2 separate regions of the Mus musculus genome follow, and region 2 is linked to region 1. The links are chromatin contacts, called in public promoter capture Hi-C maps. All regions are on one chromosome and are shown on one strand. The core of a region is the stretch at or near the end of the contact, and the rest is flanking DNA. Distances in the headings are between cores, read along the strand shown. Region 1 overlaps Sh3gl3 (SH3-domain GRB2-like 3). Region 2 holds the start of Saxo2 (stabilizer of axonemal microtubules 2).

The links. Promoter capture Hi-C pulls out the DNA fragments that hold promoters and counts their contacts.
Region 2: a promoter capture Hi-C map of hippocampal neurons shows a contact between it and region 1, with 2.2 times the contacts expected there. The contact joins the promoter of Saxo2 here to the enhancer-like site in region 1. A contact is called at or near these places in 3 of 39 promoter capture datasets (the 3T3-L1 cell line, 3T3-L1-derived adipocytes and hippocampal neurons), 1 of 15 datasets of contacts at CTCF or cohesin (the NIH/3T3 cell line) and 1 of 484 Hi-C or Micro-C datasets (the N1E-115 cell line).

Annotation. Positions count from the first base shown.
Region 1 is chr7:82,277,728-82,285,331 of GRCm38.p6, forward strand. Sh3gl3 (SH3-domain GRB2-like 3) reads left to right here. Exons shown (of 9, transcript NM_017400.7): 7 at 6,328-6,431; 8 at 7,294-7,403. Among named protein-coding and RNA genes, the nearest start is that of Gm51492, 16 kb to the right of the region's middle. Within about 2 kb of position 4,619, at least 19 of the 459 cell types and tissues checked have an H3K27ac peak or open chromatin away from gene starts, as enhancers often do. A contact at or near this core is called in hippocampal neurons, where this site is marked.
Region 2 is chr7:82,645,714-82,653,317 of GRCm38.p6, forward strand. It overlaps Saxo2 (stabilizer of axonemal microtubules 2), which reads right to left and starts at 2,815. Exons shown (of 3, transcript NM_177894.4): 1 at 2,679-2,815. The coding sequence starts at 2,716. It overlaps Efl1 (elongation factor like GTPase 1), which reads left to right and starts at 2,901. Exons shown (of 20, transcript NM_175317.3): 1 at 2,901-2,965; 2 at 3,813-3,918; 3 at 6,168-6,235. The coding sequence starts at 3,828.

The DNA.
Region 1 (7,604 bases), core at 3,369-5,868:
GGAGATGTTTCATCATTGTTGGGAAGAGATTTGGGGAGCTGAGCCACAGCAGATACTGGTCTGGACTTTGTCTAATTGAGAAGTTGACAAAGGAGCCAGGTATCTGGTGCGAGCCTTCAGTAAGTGTAATTATCGACCTTTTGATCAACTGTGTTGGTGGTATGGCCCAGGGCCAAAGTCTCAACATTTCACCTCCTCTCTACAACCTCAGTTGATGGATGCCAGGTCTCAGTGTAGAGCCAGCGTGGCTCCTCTACCAGAACACCGTAAAATATGATGGCACTGGGTGAGCGAGCACCCTTCCCTGGGCTTCTGACCTCAAGAATCAGTTCTAGGGCAGAGTAAGGCATCCTGCTAAGGGCAGGCTCAGTCTCACCCACAGAAGGAGGGAGTGGAATTGGGATTTGTAAACATCTACTCGAAGCAAATGAATAAACAGAGGAAAGTGGCTGAGAAGTATTTAAGGCGCTGTGCTCTGTCCTTGGTGACTTCCTGCTTATGCTTCTGTGGCACCAGGAATTCAGAGGCTGAAATCTCACCCATCAGGGCTGGGAAGGGCTCACTGCCTCCAGCCCTCCTCTTCCACTGTCCTGGATAAGCTATAACAAGAGCTTAAAACACCAGTTATGTGTATGGATACCTTGTCTGTGTGGATGGATGCTTACCGTGTTAGAGCACTGTCTGTGGCTGTGAGCACCGTGTGGGTCCTCTGGGAGAGCAGCGGTGCTCTCAAGTGTTGAGCCATCTCTCCAGGCCCAGTAAGGCAACCGTTTCACCAGCACGTGTATAGAAAAAGTGTTTGCCGAAGCTTTTCCTGAGAGGAGCTTTGAATGAAATGAAGAGACTCAGTCTTTCCTGGGTCTCCAAATGCAGATTATATAACTAACTCTTCCTTGGGCTTTCCGGCTACCAGGCTATTTGTGGAAGTTTTTAGAATGGCTTACTCCTCAAGTCTATAGTCAATGCACACTGCTTTCTCTTTAGACAATATAAACCTTCCAGTCTACATTCTTGTAACTGAGAAACCAGCAGGAGAGCCTAGCTGGACCCACAGTCTGGCACCCCCATGCATGTCCAGCTATATGTGAAATCTCAACCTATGGACTGTCGGAATCCGTCTCTCTCTCTCTCTCTCTCTCTCTCTCTCTCTCTCTCTGTGTGTGTGTGTGTGTGTGTGTGTGTGGCTTGAGTTGTTCATTCCACCATCCCTAAACAGTTTCACTTTGATCTACCGATCTGATGCAGGCTGGTTTTGGGATGGGGGATAGGGAAAGATCGCCTTTAGCCCCTCAGTGCAGTCTTTGCTGATTGTGTTGAGAAGAGTTAGATGCCAGACCGAGGGCCTCACTTCTTGCTTGAGGTCAGGTGACTCCATTGGATAGCCATTTAAGACAGGGAGCGGTTGGGCTCTCTGCATTTCCATGAATCCTAGGGGGCCAGGCCCATGGCTTACTCCTCCAGTGCTGGATTGTGACTGACACACAGAGGGCACCTCCTTTTGGAGAAGGGCCTGTGTGCCATGCAGTTCATGGTCAGGTGGGGCTGCTGCAGACAGGAGGTTGGTTCTGAGGCTTCCTAGCTGTTTCCCGAGGATAACGCATCACCCCCAGGTTTGACTCTTCTCCTCTGAGTCCTTACAACATGGCATTATTAAATATCAGCCTTTGCTCTTGGAAGAAACCAGACATCATGCATTTTAAAAGTGTCTATGTCAGCCTGAAGAGGCCAGGGTGTTGGAGCAGTTACTAGCTGACAGATCCCTCAGCCAGAGATTTCCCTTCATCCATGGACTAATGGAATTACTAAGTTCCAGATTTCTGGGTTCTTTTCATTGGACCAGAGGAGTATTTTCTTTAGGCTTCACTGTGTCTGTCTTTCTGTCTGTCTGTCTGTCTGTCTGTCTGTCTGTCTGTCTGTCTCTCTCTCTCTCTCTCTCTTTCTCTCTCTCTGTGTGTGTGTACACATGCATGTGTGGAGGCCACAGGTTGGTTTTGGGTGTCATCCTCCATCACCCCCCTTACTTTTGAAGTAGAATCTCTCACTGAATCTAGAGCTTACCGATTTGGCCAGACTGGCTGCCAGCAAGTCACAGAGATCCTCTGTCTCCAACTCTCCAGCACTGGGATTGCAGGCACACACCGCTACAAACAGTTTTCTTTTTTTTTTTCCTCTTTTTCTTTTTCTCTCTTTTTCTCTTTCTCTTCCTTTTTCTTCCTTTTCTTTTTCTTTTTCCTCTCTCTCTCTCTTTCTCTCTCTCTTGGTTTTTCGAGACAGGGTTTCTCTGTAGCCCTGGCTGTCCTGGAACTCACTCTGTAGACCAGGCTGGCCTCAAACTCAGAAATCTGCCTGCCTCTGCCTCCCAAGCGCTGGGATTAAAGGTGTGCGCAACCACCGCCCGGCTTTTCTTTTTCTCTTTTCCTTCCTTTATATCTTTCTTTCTTTTAATATGGAGTCCATGGAACTGAACTCACATTCACTGGAAAAAAAAATCCAGAAATTCCAGCTCCTTTGAGAAATCCTAAGCACAGGACTGGGCAGTCACTGGAATGACCACATTTGAAATAGAAGATGACCTCACAGAGATCATGTGCTTTGACTATGAAAGGCTAGCTTGGCAACTTCAATGCCAGTCACACAGTGCCTCCCAGGCATCTGGCTTGGGTGTTGCAGCCTGTTTCTCCCCAGCCACCATTTCTGTAGTCCTCTTTCAGAGAGTGGAGGTGGAGGGCCTTTTTGTAGGCTGTAGGCTTTGAGCCCTGCTTCTTTGGGCAAGCCCAGGTCCATTGTAGTTGGCTCAAATGTCCTCCTCAAGTTCAGATCTCACATGGTTGTTCCTGAAGCTTCCACAACTCCTGGCAACTCTAATCCCCATGGCATCGAGACTCGGCCTCATTCCCAGGGCCAAAATATGTGAGCAGCTTCATATTCTGGAGTGTATTCTTCAGTTTGCAGCGGAAGAGAGGTTATGGAGTTACATGTGTGCATAGGTGTCATGGGTTCTGATGCAGCATTGGTGACTGTCATAGGTGGAGGTTGAGTCTGTATTGTTTGTTTTTTCTCCAGCCCCCCAGCCTAGAGAAGACCAAGGACCATAGAGCTAAGGTAACAGTTTGTTTCCATGAGTCTCAAGGCAGCAGCTTCCATCTCCAGGAAATGGAGACCCTGAGTGGTGCTGCCCACCCTTAGAGTTCTCTTGGTTTGAGAAGAGAAGAAAAAAGTGTTGTTCGTTTTCTGTGACTCCTGTAACAAGTGTCCACAAGCAGCACTGCGGCTAAAGAGTACAAATCGATTGCCTTCTGATCTGGAGGTTGGAAATTAGACTATAGGGGGAGATGGCAGGACTGGAGGCTTGAAGGAAAGAGCCTGCTTTGTCATCCTTTGCAGTCTCTGGAGAGCACAAGAATTCCTTAGCTTTGTGGCTCCTAGCTTGGCTTCATTGCAGTGAGGATGACCTGGAACCCTCTGTCGTTGTCGTCGTCGTCGTCGTCGTCGTCGTCGTCGTCGTCGTCCTCCTCCTCCTCCTCCTCCTCCTCCTCCTCTTCTTCTTCTTCTTCTTCTTTTTCTTCTTCTTCTTCTTTTCCTTTTTTTTTTTTCAAGACAGAGTTTCTCTGTGTAGTCCTAGCTGTCCTGGAACTCACTCTGTAGACCAGGCTGGCCTCAAACTCAGAAATTCGCCTGGCTCTGCCTCTCTGTCTTCCTCTTAAGCACTGGGATTCCTGTCTCTACCTCTGGTTTAGGTAACACTGAGAGTTGAACCCAGGGCTTGGTGCATTCAGGGTCAGCATTCTACCATCTGGGCTGCATTATCAACCCAAAGACAGTTTATAGTTACTTTGGGCTACCTTGGAAACCCAAGATACCACCGTGTTTCAAGGTTGCTAGTGTAACCTATCTGCTGGGTACCCCTTCCTGTACAACCTAGCATATTCATAGCTTTCACCCACAAATGAAACCAACAGGCAGCTTTCAAGTTTCGTAATGTGGCCGATGGAGGGTGTGTTTGCCTGGACAGTCTTTGGCTTTTGCAGGCCCCGAGTTTGTTGCTTTAGCTTGGCTCTGTCCTTCAAGGTATTTAGTTCAAGTTGTACCCTTGGAAGCAGACGCCATCTCTGCTGGTTCACATACAGCTCACGTCCTAGGAGGCAGAGAGAAGCTTCTGACTCCTGACCGTGACCGAGATAATCCAGTTTGAATCTGACTTGCCTTCATCTGACTTGCCCTCAGTAGGAAGAGCCGAGTCTGGTAACTTTGCTGGGCACCCCCTTATGTGCAGGCACCACGTGGAGTGCTGATGTTGCTGTCTCCCAAGCTTTTAGGGGCTCTGGAATCTGTCGCCTTCCCAAAGTCAGCTGCTAAGGGAAGGATTCCAGATGGAGTTCTAGGTTGCATGATCTTAGCTGTCAGAGAGCATAGTTGGTGTGACTCCCACTCACGTGCACGATATTTGTGAACTGCACATGCACGATCAAGTTATTCACCTGGTTGCTTTTAGCCCTCTTTGAATTTTGCAGATAGCTGGCTTAGTTAAAATGAGGCTCAAAACAGACACCTTACTATTTCTAGAGACAGAGAGGTCACGGCGATTTTCACAGAGCGTGCAGCTGTAGCATTGCAAGGGAGCAGTGCTCTATTCTTAGCAGAATCTGCCACGATCATGTCAGGCTGTGGTGCTGGACTTGTTCAAAAGTGTTGGTAAAAGCCAAAGAGGTGAAATGTAAGAAATCCTTGGGTTTTGCAGGGCCCAGGCTGTCCTTGTTTTGTTTATTGGGTTTTGGGAAATGGAGGGCCAGGGCTGTTTTCCTAGCCACAGAGCACGGTAAGGCAAGCACGATGCCAGGGCTTTCCTTAGTCATGCGTGTGCCCACTGCATTCCTGGCATGAGTGGGCTCTGTATATGTTGTAAACACACATTGAAGCTGTGTTTGTAAAACGTGGGCAGGAAGAGTTCTCAACAATACACGAACGCAAATGGATCTGTGGAAGCCAGCAGCTCCCCCGTTGGCTCCTCAGGGAGAAGCAGATGGCGGAGTGAGGAACAACCAGACCCTGCCTCGGATGGTTAGAATGCTATGTAAGAAAAGGCTGCTTGGGCGAAGCCTGCGACGGGCGGTTTTGATTTGTGTCTCTGTGGAGATCTGGAGGTTTTGAGGTTTGGACTGGGAATGGCTGGTTGGGAGGAATTACCTCAATCTTTGGGGGCTTGCTACAGAAGGTTCTAGAAATAAACTTAATCCTGATTTGCTGTGGTGGTTCTTCAGCCCCCCTGATGCAGGTTTCTCTCAGGTCCTTCTTCAAGACTGCAGCTCTTCTGGGCCTTTCTTACAAACTGCTTCCAAACAAAACCTCACAGCACTTGAGAGGAGGAGGAGGCAGTTCAAGGCCAGCCTTGGCTATATAATTGGTATGAGGAGAATGTGGGCAACATGGGACCCTGCCGTAATCCTCTCCCCATTCTCCCCCACCCCAAGTGCCACTGTAATCAGCCACTACCTTCACGAACATTCCAATTTGTGGGAAGAGGAACAATGGGGTCTCCTTGCTCATCCTTTCTGATGTATGTATTTGTGGGAAGAGGAACAATGGGGTCTCCTTGCTCATCCTTTCTGATGTATGTATTTGTGGGGAAGAGGAACAATGGGGTCTCCATGCTCATCCTTTCTGCTGTATGTGGCAGGGAAGATGCTTTGTGAATGGCAGCAGAAACGCAGGGAACATTTATTTGCCCTGGAACAGGTGTGACTTGCCTTATGTCCCCAGTTTCTCTGAGTATATATTAGCTGACTTTGTTCCTTGTTCTGGCTTAACTAGAAAGTACTCACAGGGACATTTCCCTAAGCAAGCTCTCATGCCTACCATTGGTTTCATTTACAGTTGGGAAACTCTTTCCTGCCATCTTTAGATCCATGACTTTTAGAACATTAAAAAACAAACCACTCAGGATATAATTTTATAACCGTAAGAGACAGTCACTGGACCTCCTTTCCCTCAGTCTCTTTTTCATTTTTGTCCCTGCAGTTCTTTTACACAGGAACAATTATGGGTCAGAATTTTGACTGTAGGATGGCAACTCCATCCCTCCATTTGATGCCCTGTCTTTCTACTGGAGATGGGCAAGTTACTGCAGATTCGGAATAACAAATCAACTTGACAGCTCTGATGTGACCTCATGATCCTAGGGCTCCAAGATGGGATGAGATGACATGGACCAGGGCTCAGACAGTTGCCAAGCCGCCTTGCAGAGCTGAGCTGCTGTCACTGGCTTCCTGTTTGCTCTGGGTATCCCAAGGGCTCTGGCCAGCATAGAGTAACTTTGCACTTCTGCCACAGGTAGAGCAAGTGAGCCAGCTGGCTGTGTTTGTAGAGGCGGCATTAGACTATCACAGGCAGTCCACAGAGATCCTCCAGGAGCTGCAGAGCAAGCTGGAGTTGCGGTAAGCACCTTTGCCTCGCTCAGGCAGCATGGAAGCAGCCCCACAGGTAGAGCATTCAGGCACCATGGCTTATCTGTCAGAAGTCAGCTCCCGTGGCTTCCTGGCTGGCTTGGGTTAGTTTACCTGTTAAGGGGTCGAGTGTATGCTCCATCCCCAGCATCTAGGAGTGGGGAGGAAGCCAGCAACACTCAGAACTTTGTAAGAGCCATGAAAAACATTGCCAGGCTGTGTTCATATGACAGTCAACAATATACTTTGAATAATAAAGAAATATTCTTTGTCTTGGGGCTTTGATGGTCAGTGCAGTCCCTACTTTCTGAAAATCGCTAATATCATTTATAGTGCATGCAGTAACTCTCTTAATTAAATTATTGGGCTAAACTTACCGTATGTTTTGACTAGGCTTAATAATAGAAAATTGTTTTACATAGGTTTATGGTAATGAATAAATTCAGAGGGATTTTTTTTTGCTTCAAGTAGTGCTGTAGTTACAGAGGGAAGGCCATCCCTGAAGCATCCATTTCTGTAGGCAGGTGGCCATCTAGGTATCCTGTGAGCACATTTGGATGCAGAGAGGAAGGAAAGCAGCTAGCCTAGGGGAGTACCCACTTGCTAAGCCTTGAGGACATAATGAGGACATCTCTTTCAGATGATTTTCAACTAGAAACCCAAGTACATAGTGGAAGAATTGCATGCTGGTCGTATCTCTGACACTTTGGGCTCTCTGAAGTCAGTGTGCACAGTCCTCATGCTCACTCCCACTCCCGGCGGGTCTGGTCCTCAAGAAGAGCGAAGGCCTGAGGAGGCTCTGCTGTTTGGGACAGAGATCTGACTTGTCCCCCCCCACCCATGTGTGTTACAGAATATCTCTTGCATCCAAAGTCCCCAAGCGAGAATTCATGCCAAAGCCTGTGAACATGAGTTCCACCGATGCCAATGGGGTCGGACCCAGCTCTTCATCAAAGACACCAGGTAAGCTAGTCATCCCGAGTGGGCCACGGGAGAATGTCCTGTCCTTGGTCGATTGATGAGTTCCCCTCCTTTCCCAGTGCCAATAGTCATGTGTTCAAAATTTGAAAACCAGTCCCGAGAAGATGTCCTTTGTGTACCAGTGCCACCTACTGTAGTCGCTAGGCTGTCCCTTAGCTAGAGAACCACAGTTGCTATGTTATC
Region 2 (7,604 bases), core at 1,565-4,064, 370 kb after region 1:
TCTGAGGTGGAAGAACACCGCCATATTTTGGATATTTTTCCAAATACTCCGTCGTGGGGCAAGATACGTCAGAATATTCATAAACCCTTGTGGTTCCATGTGGACAGCGATGCCGTCTGTACAAACAAATAAGCTGAAACATTATTTCCCTTTAAAACATCTTGTGTGGTCATTGCATGTTTAACAGGTCCCCAGTGACTTTAACACACCTTCTGAACCGTAGCGCAGCTTTCCCCCTCTGCACTGGTGTTTATAAAAACGATAAATCATAGTGAAGCCTTGCATAGCAAACTGAGTTGGCTCATAAGAGTTTAGCTACTTCTTATGCTACTGAAGCAGGAAAGCTAGAAAGTGAGCTTCCCAGATGCATGGCAAACAGGTTTTCTGCTTAGGTTTCACCTACAACAGATAGCAACATGTTACTTTGAATCATAGGATAGGTACAAAAGGAAGAAGGCAGAGCAGAGTCCATTTTTATTATTTATTTTTTGTGGGACACAGAATACAGTAGAGGCCAAGAGAGAGTGGAGCTGGGAGTTGTTGTGAAGCATCCTGGTTAGACAGCTCCTCTAGTCCTCCATGTCTAGGAAACTCTAAAGTCAGAAGACTCATGAGACTCAGCAATGTCTGCTGCAAAGGAGGTGCTGGAAAGTGCTGAAGTGATTTTGTCCTATGCAGGGTCCAAGATACTTGGAAAATCCAGGAGCAGAGTGCATAGGTCACGTACATATAAAAGTTCTGATAGAGCTGCGGTGATTAACAAAACACAAGTCAAAACTTTAGAATTTGTCAGTGTTTTTATTGTCCACAAAAGCAATGCATTCACAATATAACTTACCTAAGATTGTGGACAAGTATAAAACATAACAGTGCAGAGAAATTATAAAAGAAAGCAAAATCCTCCTAGTCTAACGTGTGCAATTTCCCTTCCGCTTTATACTTTTGCTGCCAGTTATAGCTGTTTACACTTGTTAAACTTCTCTGTCTTTTTGAAACAAACAAACAAACAACAAACAAACAAACCAACCAGCTCACAGAAATGATGAGATCAGACGTCCCTAATGGAAAATCAAAGGAATTAAATTTTAGTTCCCTAAGAGAGAAAAGATGGCATCATGGTTTGAATCTGAGATGTTCACATATTTTGAACCTTTGCTTTCCAGCTGATGGAAACACTCTGGAAGGCTTTTGGAAGCTGGCCTCTACCTGGAAATAAGTTGTAAACAGCAGCCCTTGGAAGATGAGAGCCTGGGTCTTGATTCCACAGGCTTTCTACCTCCTGGTCTGCCAGCATGTAAAAAGTCTTGCTTCGTGTTACATGAACAAGAACCCCACCATGTTTGACTGCCAGGGACTGCACCCTCTCAAACTGTATGCCCAAACAGACCTCCTCTCCTTCGCTGTTTTTACCACAGTGCTACCACAGTGGTGCAAATGTACCTAACAGATAGTCTTCAACAACAAATGAATATGGACAGATCTTCCATCTTTCCTTCCAACAGGAAAGGAGGCAAAAGATGAGAGGTGGTATGGGGAGGGATGATGGTGAAGAATCTTTGCCCCGTTTTGAGACAATGACTCATGAAGGTAGCCAAAGTTTAAAAACCATTGGCTGAGTGGAACTATGTATGTCATAGTAACTACCCATTTTGTCAAAGATTCTTGTACCTCAGTTATAAAACTGAAAGCAGCTAAGGCAGTGCTCTCGCTGCAACTAAGTGTTTGCAAGGGACATTTCGGCAGAAGTTATTAGCCATGCTTCAAAGCCTAAAGGGGATTCCTCTTACATTGGCAGTCCCCCCAGCTCTGTGGATGGTGATATTATTCTTGAAGAATGTAAAGTCCCTAATATAATGAATTTCCTGATGGGTGGATGGGAAAATAACTTAGTTTGTAGATAAATTCAGATTCAAATACATTTTTTTTCTTACATACAAGATTTTGCAGATTCAAGCCTTAAAAGTTATGTTTGCATCTGTTCAAACATACAAACAATGTTTATTACAAAAGGGGCTGAGAAACTGCTCTCAATCAATATGTGTTGTAGCTGGTTGCCCTTAGAAGGGGATTACAAGTACAAAGGGCTTGGCGTTACTCAGTTACTCTTATTCACTTATCAAAGGTGATCTAACCCCTGGGTAAACAGTAAGCTTGAGGATAGAGAAGAATGTGTTTACTGGTGATGTAAAGTTGTTAGGCAGGACTTACAAACCAAACCTGAGGTTTACGGTGAGGACTATTGCCATTTTTGTCTGTCAGAAAGGCCTCAGGAAAATGTTGCCTTGGCAGGAATAAAAATAGAGTTTAGAGGATGGAAGGTTCTGGGTGGCAAACGAAATACCATGGATACTGTTCTTTTAAGTTAACCAATAGAATCGGTGGGTGACTCCATCACTTACCAGCCATATTTGCTCATACTACTTAGCTGATCTGAACTGTATTTTAGCTTAAATCTCTGGATGGGAAGCCTCAGGGAATGCAAAGAAAATAAGTTTTGCCCAGGAGCTAGCCAAGCAGAGGAAATGGGCAGCATTTAGCAGAGCATAAGGTCGGGGGTGGGGGGTGGGGGGTGGGGGTGGAGTAGGGGTCTCCTCCGGTTCAGGCAAGGGAGTCCTTAGGGGGTGTGCGCGGCGGGGCTCGCGGCTCTGCGGACGCCACACCGGGCGGACGTTTCTTACCCGCAGGTGCAAATCTGGCACAGACACCAGTTCCTCATGCTCTGCGCTCCAGCGTCCCCCTCCGCAGGCTTAGGCTGGCACACTTCAGAGCAGCTACAGCGTCCGCCGTCGTCAAGGCGACCGCGGAACTCCAAGTTGAAGGGAAACGACGTGGCTTCCGGTGATGTTCTAGATGCGCGCGGGTCAGAGGTCACAGGCCCACAGGCCCCGCCCCCAGGCTCCTGCGACTTCCGGTCTGAGCTACCCCTGGAGTCTTAGGTGCGTGGGTGAGGTGCGGCGTGGAGCTGGTGAGTGGGGGGACTTGCTAGGGACGCCGGCGACCAGACGGTGACGGAGACCCGGGGGGGTCATGTCGATTGGGCTGGGCGAGGAGTGTCCCGAGCGGCTGCACTTTATAGGGACCCGGTACTCTCAGCGGCAGCGACTCCAGGAACCCAAGAGGAGGAAGGGCATGCAGACCTCGATTTGCTTCTTTTAATTGGAGAGAGGGGTAGAAGGTGTGTCGTGCACCTGGTGTGTTCCTAGGCACGTGATCCAAAAACTTTTAAGGACACTCAGTGCAGTCACAGGGCCGAAGTTCTCATGTCTGATAAAAGCCAGCAAGCTTGACAGAAAGGCAGACTTTTGGAGGGACTGAAGTAGGGAAGGGTGTGTGTGTGTGTGTGTGTGTGTGTGTGTGTGTGAGAGAGAGAGAGAGAGAGAGAGAGAGACTGACTGTCTGTCTCTGGTGTGTGTGTGTGTGTGTGTGTGTGTGTGTGTGTGTGTATGTATGTATGTATGTATGTATGTGAGTGTGAGTGTGACTTAGCCGGGCGCCTCTGCACCTGGCTCCCAACTGCGTGATTCATCGCATGGCAGATCCGGAAACTCCCAGCTCACCCCACAAGTACTGTCAGCAGGATGTGTGGACTTTACCATGGAACATGGGCCTAAAGGACTATATCCCCTCAGGGCCAGAAGGAAATAGATGTGGCTAAACATTCATTGGGTTCTCAGTTAAGGAATCTGAGGCGACTTGTCAGCATCAGCATCTCCCTCTCAGTTTGTCCATTTGGTTTTCGCTGTTGTGCACACCACCCCCACCCCCACCCCCACTAGATTTTGTACCATTTTTAATTTGCATTTAATGTTTAGTCCCAGGAAATAACCATGGTGCTCAGTGGTGTTGATAAGATGATTCGACTTCAGAAGAACACTGCCAACATTAGGAATATCTGTGTTCTGGCTCATGTTGACCACGGTAAGGCTTTTAGAATTGGGTTTTATTAACAAAGAGGAAATGTCTCTGTTTCATTGGAGCGGTGAGAGTGATGCTTGCTAAGGAGTTGTGTGTTGTGCCATGTCAGAGAAGCATGCTGTAGAACGTTTGAAATAAATGGATTAACGGGTGATTGGTGGTCTGCCCAGTATGTCATACAATGCTTTTGAATTTGGATTTTTGTTAAAATATGGAAAAGTTTCTTGAGATGGTAAAATGTCTGTGGTCTTGGTAGAATATATCTTCTATAAATTCTATTTAATTCATCCTATACTGAGCATTTGCTAAGTTGGCAGTGCTTTTTTAGATTTGTCAGGCCCTAGACATTTATGAGGCCAACCTGTCCAGCCAGAGAAGCTTTAGGGAGGAATCGGGGCTTCGTGGTGAGATGGGCTGGGGGTGGGGTGGGTGAGAGTTTTGAGACCTGGAGGATTGGGTAGCAAAGTGGTTAAAAAGAATTGTTAGACGTGCCCCTTGAGGGGCTGTGGGTGATAGGGGGGGGCAAGCAGTACAAATGGAGGTGTGGAGACAGGCAGAAGGAAGCGCGTGTGTCTAAGGTGGGGTTCAGCTGTCTGCTTTATCCTGAGACTACTCTTCATTTGAAACTCTTTCTTCTCATAGCAGCAGCTCAGCATTTAGAGTCCTGTTGAAGCCAAAGCTCCGTATCATTTTAAAGGCGAGGGAGACACAGGCAGGGTCCTGTCACAGACCTCACCATTCCTGTGTGACTCTAAGACAGGATCAAGCTCTCTAGCTCTGGTTAGACATCCGGAGCTCTGAGGTCTTTTCAAATTACTTTCCGTTTGAGTGTCAGTGTGTAGCCCATGTAAAAGGAGGATAAGGAGAATCTCTGCCAGTGGTGAAATAATAGTGAAATGGTCATTAACAGTTTTATTAGCGTGTTGGGAGTCATTAGGAAAAATATAGCAAGGGCAAAGTCCTCCAATTGTAGATGAGATTAGACTGGGAAAGGTGCTTGGCTGGGTTAAAAGGCAGGAAAGAGGCTTGGTGACTCTTGTCATTAACATGAGCTCTGAAGACAAGGAGAGAGGGTGGGTCACTTGTAGAAGATCCAGCTGACACTGAGTTTATATACAAATAAAGTGACTAGCCTGCCCATGGGTACATGTGTGCATGTTTGGAGGATATAAGATCTAGCCAAAGGTTTTACTTTGTTTCTTTATTAATTCTTTTTTTTTTCCCCTTTGAGAATTAAATAGCAGATTGACTAGTGTGTAATATATCAAGCATCAAACATTGTTGACCAAGGGATTCAGCCTTGCCTAATGATGCAAAGTCTCCCTTTTGGTGGTACATTGTAATGGATGTATGTTTGCCATGCTTAGAATGAATTCTGCTCTGTTGCACAGCAGGAAAGTGACTTTCTAGGATTTTTAACTCATTATTTAAGCTCTTCAGAGGTCCCATTGATTAGTCTCTGGTTTATGCTATTATACAGATTCCACAGATTATGTACATACAGACCACAAAAAGCTGTATTGTAGGGAAAATCCAACACTTGTTAGGCCCACTCAACTGTGGAAATTGCATATGCCCATATCATTCCTTAAACACGAGTACTGTTTATGATGCTTGAAATTGTGTTAACTCTGGCAGTATTCTAATAAAGGGAACTGTAAATGTGTACCTGATTATGCAAAGACTTCTTACAGTAGATTTCAGGTTTAGTTTTTAACTGGATTGCATTGGCTACCGCAGTGTAGCCCTCCACAGGCAACAACAGGAAAACACATTTTCTTATTAAATAAGTGCAACAGTTTAATTTGCTAATGTCAGCCAGGGTCACACACAGGTAAATACGACAGAAGACCACATGTTGTAGTTTCCTGGTGATGGTTTACCCAGAATGCCTTTCTGAGCTAAACACTATTACTGTACTTTTGCTTTCTGAGCTTTTAGAGTCTGTGTGGGATGGTTGGTAAGTTATAATAGTCTTGATTGATTTCTTAAAGCTAGCTAGATTATAGTAACAAATATAAACATTTTAAGAGATGGTTTGTATTTTGATCTCATAGTGGTTTCCCCATCAGTTACAAGTCTTACTAAGTTTTACTCTGTAAAGTCTGTCCCATCTTAAGAAAATTTCTGAGCTTAAAATTAATCAGACAACTTTTCAAGTGAGATTGGTGAGGTCTACAGGGAGATAATACAGCATTATTGAATGCTAACCCCTTTAAAACAAATGTATTGTAATTACTGTTGTTTAACAGGAAAAACTACTCTTGCTGATTGTCTTATATCCAGTAATGGAATCATCTCCAGCCGCCTGGCAGGCAAGGTATGTTGTTGGATTTGGTAAATGCTTATTGCATTTTCATGAGTATTAATTAGCTCTCTATAACATCATGATCCATTTGCTTTGTCCTTTAGTGATGTAAACATGTAGAAGGGACTGACAACCCATTAAGTTAATATAAAATAGATGTTGAGAAAAGCTCACTTCCATATTGCGTTCTGTTGCAGCTGTATTTATCCCATATTGGATAAATGCAGAAGTGACATGTGGCAAGTCAGCTGTTCCATGATCGCAAGTCTTCACGGGTGGATGTGTTTGCTGGTCTGAGAGCAAGGCAGAAAAGGCATTACTGATGGAAAGTGGGAAGAGTAAAGACCAGTTTCTGCGCGTTGTACTTGTTTGAGAGGAGCTTTTGCCTAGAGACCAGCAGAGAGTGTCAGTTACCTAAGATCTTGAAGATTGCCTCAGTAAGCTAAGAACCAAAGAAAGGCCTGCGGATCATGTTGAAGATACTGCTTTAGGGGCTGGTGAGATGGCCTAGTAGGGAAAAGTGCTTGCTGTGGGGCCTTATGTCCTCCTGCATTCGATTCTTGGGATCTACATGGTGGGGGAGACTGAGGCAGACCACTCCTACAAATTCTCCTCTGACCTCTGTGCTAGGTTTGCATGCGTACACACACACACACACACCCCACACCCCCACACACACCCCACACCCCCCTCACCCCCCCACACCCACCCCCCGACACACACCCCACACCCCCCTCACCCCCCCCCACACACCCCACACCCCCCTCACCCTCCATCCCCCCCCCACACACACCCACACACACCCCACATCCCCCCTCACCCCCCCACACCCCTCCACACCCACACACACCCACCCACACACCCACACACACACACCCACATACACACCCACACACACACACACACACACACACACACACCCTCCCCTCCACATACACACACCCACACCCACACACACACTCATAACTTTTAGGAGGAAGAGTATGTGTTCTACCTGTAAGTTTAAAGAGTTTAGAATAATTTTCTTCATAGTAACAAAATAAAGAGATATTTCTTTCTTTAATGGATCTAGTATGTAATCAACAAGATTGATCAGGAATAATGAGATGGGAAAATAGAGAAACAAAATTGAATCAACAAAGTGGACACTGGAGACTTAAAAGATAGGATTGGAAATTTGAGGCCATCTGGCGGGCTGGACTCAGTAATGAAGTGCTCCTGTTCCCGCAGCTTGAGAAGGCAGAATGACAGTAACCAAAGTAAGAGGAAATAAACTGTAATCAGGGGAGGTAGAAACCAGATGTGTTAGAGAAAGCACTAGTGAAGCCAAAGATAACAACTAACAAATTTAAACTTAAAATATCGCCCTAATATGAACTGG